Regions from separate parts of the Mus musculus genome. Here region 1 is linked to region 2. A link is a contact called in public promoter capture Hi-C data. All regions are on one chromosome and are shown on one strand. Each heading gives the region's core, a stretch centred on a gene start, on an enhancer-like site or on the middle of the called end of the contact. The rest is flanking DNA. Distances are from core to core; before and after follow the strand shown.

The links. Capture Hi-C pulls out chosen DNA fragments and counts their contacts.
Region 1: a promoter capture Hi-C map of adipose tissue shows a contact between it and region 2. The contact joins two enhancer-like sites. A contact is called at or near these places in 3 of 15 datasets of contacts at CTCF or cohesin (CD8 T cells, the NIH/3T3 cell line and large pre-B cells), 8 of 484 Hi-C or Micro-C datasets (the C2C12 cell line, CD4 T cells, embryonic stem cells and 3 more), 3 of 115 datasets of contacts at active chromatin or transcription factors (CD8 T cells, the NIH/3T3 cell line and embryonic stem cells) and 4 of 9 other capture datasets (adipose tissue, embryonic stem cells, liver and 1 more).

What each region holds. Positions count from the first base shown.
Region 1 is chr1:182,527,134-182,530,593 of GRCm38.p6, forward strand. No RefSeq gene overlaps it. Among named protein-coding and RNA genes, the nearest start is that of Capn2, 11 kb to the left of the region's middle. Within about 2 kb of position 1,293, at least 239 of the 459 cell types and tissues checked have an H3K27ac peak or open chromatin away from gene starts, as enhancers often do. A contact at or near this core is called in adipose tissue, where this site is marked.
Region 2 is chr1:182,438,376-182,442,195 of GRCm38.p6, forward strand. It overlaps Trp53bp2 (transformation related protein 53 binding protein 2), which reads left to right. Exons shown (of 18, transcript NM_173378.2): 6 at 2,462-2,636; 7 at 3,247-3,428; 8 at 3,758-3,820. Among named protein-coding and RNA genes, the nearest start is that of Trp53bp2, 31 kb to the left of the region's middle. Within about 2 kb of position 1,721, at least 33 of the 459 cell types and tissues checked have an H3K27ac peak or open chromatin away from gene starts, as enhancers often do. A contact at or near this core is called in adipose tissue, where this site is marked.

The DNA.
Region 1 (3,460 bases), core at 43-2,542, 88 kb after region 2:
GAAACTCAGCCCGAGACTCCAGAACAATGAAGGCTTGGTGAAGATCTGCCTGGGCTGCAATGGCTGGTCCAGAACCTCTGTGTGCTGTCACTGATGGAGCAGCGTGGGGAGTCCATGCCTCCTTCTCAAAGGCTTAGCACATGTTCGTTCATTCATTAGTTCAGCTCGGGAGCCCAGGGAGCCGTGTTCTGCCATCATTGCCATTGGCGTCTAGAGATTCGTTTGCTTCCTTAGGACCATGCAGCCAGAGAATTGTGGCTCTGGATTGTGAAGGCGGGCTGCAGCTGGGAACTCTGACCCTGGATGTAGGACGTGGATTTACGTCAGTCCAAGGGAGAAGCTAACGCCCTGAACTCAATGTCAACGCACTGCGGACTGCAGGACTGGTGTCACTAGTCACTTCTGTGACTTCCAGACACTCTGCTCCTCTCCCTTCCCCTCCCAGCAGACCTCTTCTCTTCCTCTGTCCTGGATAGACTGCCTTAAGTAGCCCTCCCCCTCTTTCCCTGTGCTGTGTCTTCTCGTAGGACCTTTTGCCTTTTCTGTCTCAAAAGCCGCAGGTGTTTTTACTTGCCATCAGGGGTCACTTGTGAATTCATCTAGGATTTGGGATAAAATAACCAGGATGCTTCCGCTGGTAGAGACTTCCACCCTTCCTGTCCCCTCCTCCTGTTCTTTCTTTCTCCCTCTCCCTTTCTCCTTCCTTTTCCCTTTATACACCCAAGGAGGTACGGACTTGGGGTTGTCCGTTCACTAAAACATTAGCTTGGTCTCTGAGGCACGGCTAGAGGAGGTTCCGTGGTGCCCCTTCATCCTCCCGTAGGATCTGAAGTCCTGGGGAGTCGTTCCTTGCACCCAGCCCTTCTAGAGAGGGAGCCTGTGAGCAACAGCGCTGCTCATCCGGGGCTGTTTGAGGCTCTGCCCATCAGCACTTAGGAGAGAAGAGGGAAACCCTGCCTGGGGCCAAAAAAGGGCATAATCTGCGGGGAACCTCAGAGCTGAGCCTGGGGCTGAGTCACACTCAGTTATGTGTCTCCACAGCTGCTGACTCAGAGCACAGGTTCCTTAGTTTTCACAAGAGAGGTTCTGAGGGGGCTGGAGGCAGGACCTTCCCGCTCATCTAGTCCACTATCTGTGGATGGGCAGCTGAAGGCTGGTGGTCCAGCCCTTTTAGGAGGGCTTGGTGTCAGCTGGGGATGGGGCTATCAGGCTCCCCTGAGACAGTTCACTGGGCCTCTGCTCTTTGGGCTGTGCCCAGTCTGAATGGACTGAGGGTGTGGTTGAAGTCCAGCCCTGAGCAGGTTCTGCAGGGAGGCCTCGGCCTCCTGACTCACGACCAAAAGGGAGTGCCTAGAGCAGACTCGGCACTAATTAAAATGCAAATCACACCAGGAGGGGAGCTTTCTGATTTCCCTCCTGAGGTGTGAGCCCATAAACCGGAAGGAATTCTGTTCAATGTTTAATTATTTTTATTTATGTATGGGGAGGGCTGCAAGTCTCTCTCACAGGGACCAGAGGAGGACAGAGGGTGTCTCCTTGTACCACTTTCTGCCTTGTTCCTCTTTTGTTGAACCTGGAACTCCCTCGCTTTTGTCAGCTAGCCAGCCACGCCCCAAAACCTAGCGATTCCCCAGTCTCCACCCACCTCAGTGCAGCGGTTACCGGTGCGTGCAGGACCACTCCCAGGTTTTAGGTGGGCCTTGGAGTCCGAACTGCGGTCCTCAGCTTGTACAGTAATCCTGCGCCATAAGCACTTAACAACCCAGCCACCTCTTCAGCCCCATTAGCTCTTTTTAAATGTCCCCTGGTGCCACAAATATCTGCCGGACTGTCCACTAGTCTGTGGGTTCCTCTGCTCTCTCCTTTTTCTTTTTTTGGAATTAACTATTTATTATTATGCATTAGTTGTACAAAACAATTGATAACATTGAGACATTCTCACATATTTACATAAAGGACTTTGATAACAGTGTCCCACTCCACCTCCACCTCTGCTTCTCTTGTGTCTTTTCCTCCCTGCTCCCCCACTTCTTGTCCCTTATTTTTCAACCTGGGTTCCTCCTGCTTTCTATCATCATCATCATCATTATTCTGGTTCTGAGGCTGAGTATAGTGGCACTTGTCTGTAATCTTGGCACTCCAGAGGAGAAACAGATCAGAAAAAAATGTGTGTGTGTGTGTGTGTGTGTGTGTGTGTGTGTGTGTGAGAGAGAGAGAGAGAGAGAGAGAGAGAGAGAGAGAGAGAGAGAGAGTTCACTCTTTGTGGCTGGGTAATACTCCACGGTGTAAAGGTAGCACATTTTCTTTGTTCACTCATCCTCTGAGGGACTGCCTCCCAGGCTGCCTCCCGACCTGGCTGCTGTGATTGGTGCATCATAAGCAAAGGGTGCAGCTCTCTATTGTAAGCTGACTTATATCCCTGGGTTTGATGCAGATAGATCTTATAATCGTTCTTTTTTTTTTCTTTTTTTGAGGGACTGCAACACATATTCTCGTAATTTACATTCCTTCAGCAGCCTATCATATCTTCTCTTGATGATACTCATTCTAATCACAGTGAGATGAATTCTGTGTAAATACCCTGATGGTTTAGGGTGCCAATGTGTTTGCATGTTTATTGTCTATTTCACTTCATCTCTGGGGACTGTCTATTCATTTAATTTGTCCACTTAATAATTGAATTTTGTATTTGTGTGTGTGTGTGTGTTCCTTATAGATTCTGGATATGAGTTCTCTATCAGATGTATAGGTGACAACTCTCTCCCATCCTGTAGGCTCTCTTCACTAAGTTAATTGGTTCCTTTGCTGTCCAGAAACCTTTTAAGTCGATTCAACCCCATTTGACAATTCTTGCTATTTCTTCCTGAGCTAGCAGAGTGAGTCCTTTTCAGAAAACTCTTGCTTGTACCTGACTCTTCAAGCATCCCTTGCCCCATGGTTTCAAGCTATTTTTATATTTTACATTAGGGTCTTTTTGGTATATTTTAAATTAATTTTTTTTTGTGCAGGGTGAGAGATAGTTTTATTATTCCACAGTAGATACCCAGTTTCTCCATTTGTGCAGGGACTATCATTTCTCCAACTTACACTCTTGCTACAATCATCAAAGATTAAGTGATTCTAGATTCCAATAGTTGACTGCCAGGATTAACCAGTGTAGCATCCCTTCATGATAAGACTCTTGAGGGAGCAGAAAGGACACAGTGTGACATAATAAAGGCAGTATGCATGGCAAATTCATAGCCAATATCATGTCAAAGAAGGAACAACTTATAAAATCAGAATGAGACAAAGTTTCCATTCTCTGCTCCTAAACCATCTTAACTAGAGTGGTAAGGCAGGAGAAAGGGATAAGAGATACACATTGAAAAGGAAGAAGACAAAGTATCAGTGTGTAGACAACAGAATACTTAAACATTATTTATACTCTCCATGGAAACACATTTCTGTGTGTACCTGT
Region 2 (3,820 bases), core at 471-2,970:
ACTTAAGAATGAGTTTGTGAATCAAAGTTTGGAGTCTGAGGTTCTGCCTTTCTACATCTCAGGATAAGCTCGTGTGCCATCACAGTGAGCAGTGAGACACACATTCATATAAACAGCTGACTTGCAGAGTGAATCTCTAATCTCAAGATCTTCACTTTGAAATTTCATGTTTTTTACATGTTTTAGGCATATTCTGAGATGTTTACCTTAATAGTAGATACTGTAACTGATAGTTTAAAATTATAAAGTAATACAAGTATATTTTAAATTATATAATTATAGCTTTCTAAAGGTGTTACCTACCCCCTTGTCTCTTTACAGTTTCTGCTTATGGCATTTATAATATATAACATACTCCTCAAGGATCTATATTCTGTATTTAATCCTTTCCATAGCAACATGTAGTTGTTATTGCTAATTCCCATATTATAGATGTGGAAACAGATGTCTGTTCTTGGTGAAGTTATATAATATGTCCAAGGTCTCGCAGGAACTTAGTTCAGCTTGGGTTTGAATCTGAATTTGAATTCATATCCTTTCTTACATTGTCTCCCAGGTCAAATGGGTCCGTCCTTCCTTCCTTCCTTCCTTCCTTCCTTCCTTCCTTCCTTCCTTTCTCTCTTTCTCTCTCTTTCTCTCTCTTTCTCTCTCTTTCTCTCTCTTTCTCTCTCTTTCTCTCTCTTTCTTTCTCTTTCTCTCTCTTTCTTTTTCTTTCTCTCTGTTTCTCTTTCTCTCTCTCTCTCTCTCTTTCTCTCTTTCTTTTTCTTTTTTTTAAAGATTTATTTACTTATTATATGTAAGTACACTGTAGCTGTCTTCAGACACTCCAGCAGAGGGAGTCAGATCTCATTATGGATGGTTGTGAGTCACCATGTGGTTGCTGGGATTTGAGCTCAGGACCTTCAGAAGAGCAGTCAGTGTTCTTAAACACTGAGCCATCTCTCCAGCCCAGGCTCCTTCTTAAAATTAGCTTCTTTTTAAAAGTTATCATTTGCATATGTGTGCTTGTGCACACATCTCTACCACAGTAAAAGTGTGGAGATCAGAGGAAAACTCTTGTGAGTTGGCTCTCTTTCCACCAAGTGAGTTTCAGAGATTTAACTCAGTTCTCAGGCAAGTACTTTTACTTACAGGCCCCAAATTAGCTTCTTACAGGTGGTATCTGGGGTCAGAGAGGTAGCTCAGTTGGTGAAGTGCCTGCTGGGCAAGTAGAGGAGCTGAGTTTGGAGCCTCAGCATGGTGTAAAAGCTGGGTGCACGGGCAGCATCTGTGATGGAAGAACTGAGGGGAATGCTGATGGGGACAGGCGGAGCCCTACAGCACAGTGACCTTCTAGTCTGGCCAGGCAGGTTCAATGAGTAACTCATACTCTGTATGACCCCTTCCTCCCAAGGCTCAGGGGTCATGCAGAGGAGGGAACAGAACGATTTTAAGAGTTAGAAACAGTGACTACAAGGAAACAGTGTTTTCCAGATGTAACAGGGCATTTACATAGAGGAACTCATTGCAGTTATGACAACATGCATAAAACCTGTGCAGCCTCAAGGCAGACAGAATCCCAGGCTGGGGAAAGGAGTTGGGCATGCAGTCCCTAGCTGAGGAGCTGTTGTGAATTGACAGCTTCTGGGAGAGGCGAGTCAGTTTTCTTTAAGGGTATGACCCCTGGTAGGTTGGCCATCCTCCAGTGGAAGGCACACAGCCAGGAACACATGAGCAGCACAAATTGTACTTGATTTTTTAAAGTGGGAGAAGGCTCAGCAGTTGAAAGGTTATACTGCTCTTCCAGAGAGCCTGAGTTCTATTCCCACACTCGGGTCTGGTGGCTTATAACTGCCTATAATTCCAGCTTTAGGGGATCTGAATCCCCTAGTCCCTGTAGGCACTTATATTTATGTACACATACTCACACACATAATTAAAAATAAAACCCTCTTTTAAGAAAAAGGACACAAAGTTGGGTGGGTAGGGAAGGAGGTATGGCTCTGAGAGGAATTGGCCAAGGGTTGAATATGATCAAACTTCATCACACAAAGCTCAAAAAATTAATAGAAATGAGGGGGAGAGGTGATCAAGGGAGACACCCATTGTTGGCCTCTGGTCTTTGATGCTGGCATGCATGCACATATACACTGTATACACATGCACCAGCCTACACGGCTACCCATTTTACAAGCAGGTTTTTATAAAACTGCCTCCAGTTTTATAAAACTGCGTGCTTAGTGTGTAGGAACCACTGGGATTAAAAATCCTAATTCTTAGGTTTTCTCTCCACGAGGTTCTACGGTGGGCCAAGGAGTGTGTTTTGGATTCTAGGCAGGTGATTGTGGGAGAGCAGAACAGGGTTAGAGGAGCGCCAGAGCGCCAGTCTTGGCCTGCAAGGGCTGCCCGAGGTTGTATTGAAGATGGGAGTGTGACTGTTTAAAATGACAGCCCAGTAAGTGCTTCTTTTCTTTTTCTTTAGGAGCAACGCTTAAAGTTTTTAAAACAGCAAGATCAACGTCAACAGCAACAAGCTGCTGAACAGGAGAAACTTAAGAGGCTTAGAGAAATAGCTGAAAGTCAGGAAGCTAAGCTTAAGAAAGTGAGAGCGCTAAAGGGCCATGTGGAGCAAAAGAGGCTGAGCAACGGAAAACTCGGTGTGTAACTCGTGGAACGGCCACATTTGGAATTATTTTGGCATAAGAAATCAGAGCGACTCAGGGCGTTTATATGGATTTGTACTGAGAATAAGTGTTTGTTTTTAAAGAAAATTTGAAGAGAATGATTTGCTATAATTTTGATTGCAAGTTCCTCTTGGTTGAAGTTAGCATTGATTTTTTTTTTTTTGGTAAGATTTTAAAATTACATCTTTAAATTATATTTTTCTTAAATTCTTGATCAAGGATTTAATGAAGATATTTTTGTTTATATGGTACCTCTAGTTACTGTATTGCCATATTATTAAAAAGTAATGTTTTAGTGATTCAGTCACTATTTACCGGTACAAAATTGAAAGCAAAAGCTCTAAAGAAATTTGATTTCCAAAATTTAGAATTTAATGTTTACTGTATAATATTCACTATATAATTTCTTCGGGGTCTTCAAATGTCTGTATCTAGACAGAAATGCAGGTGTTTAGTGATGTCTGTGTTGATTTCAGTTGCTTCTAAAAGTAGGTTGGTCCTAGGACGTTTTCAGAGAGCTCTCTACTTACTAGAAAGTTCATTTTAAAGCTCTTTCTTACTGTGGGCCCTCTCCCTGCTCTAGTGGAGGAGATCGAGCAGATGAATAGCTTGTTCCAGCAGAAGCAGAGGGAGCTGGTGCTGGCTGTGTCGAAAGTGGAGGAGCTGACGAGGCAGCTGGAGATGCTGAAGAACGGCAGGATCGATGGCCACCACGACAACCAGTCGGCCGTGGCTGAGCTGGACCGCCTTTACAAGGAGCTGCAGGTATGTGTGGCTCCCCTCTGAATGCAGTGGGCACTCGTCCCTAGAAACACAAACTGTCCGTAGAAAGTGACCATAGCTTTTGGCCTTTAGCTGCTTTTCCTTAAGGAGGGTGGAAATGGGAGTCCAGAATAAACTTTAGATGCCTCACACAGGAAATTTGAGGCATAACCACAGCCAGTGGCCTGGCACCGATGTCATTAAGTTTAAACCAGGAGGGAGCACCTTACATATTTGGATATTATGTAATAGTTAACCATGTGATTGCCTCCTGAAGGTGCTTTTCTTTCTTTTCCTTGGCTATCTTTTTTCCCCCTTCCTGTTTTGTTCAGTTAAGAAACAAACTGAACCAAGAGCAGAATGCCAAGCTGCAACAACAGAGGGAGTGTTTGAAT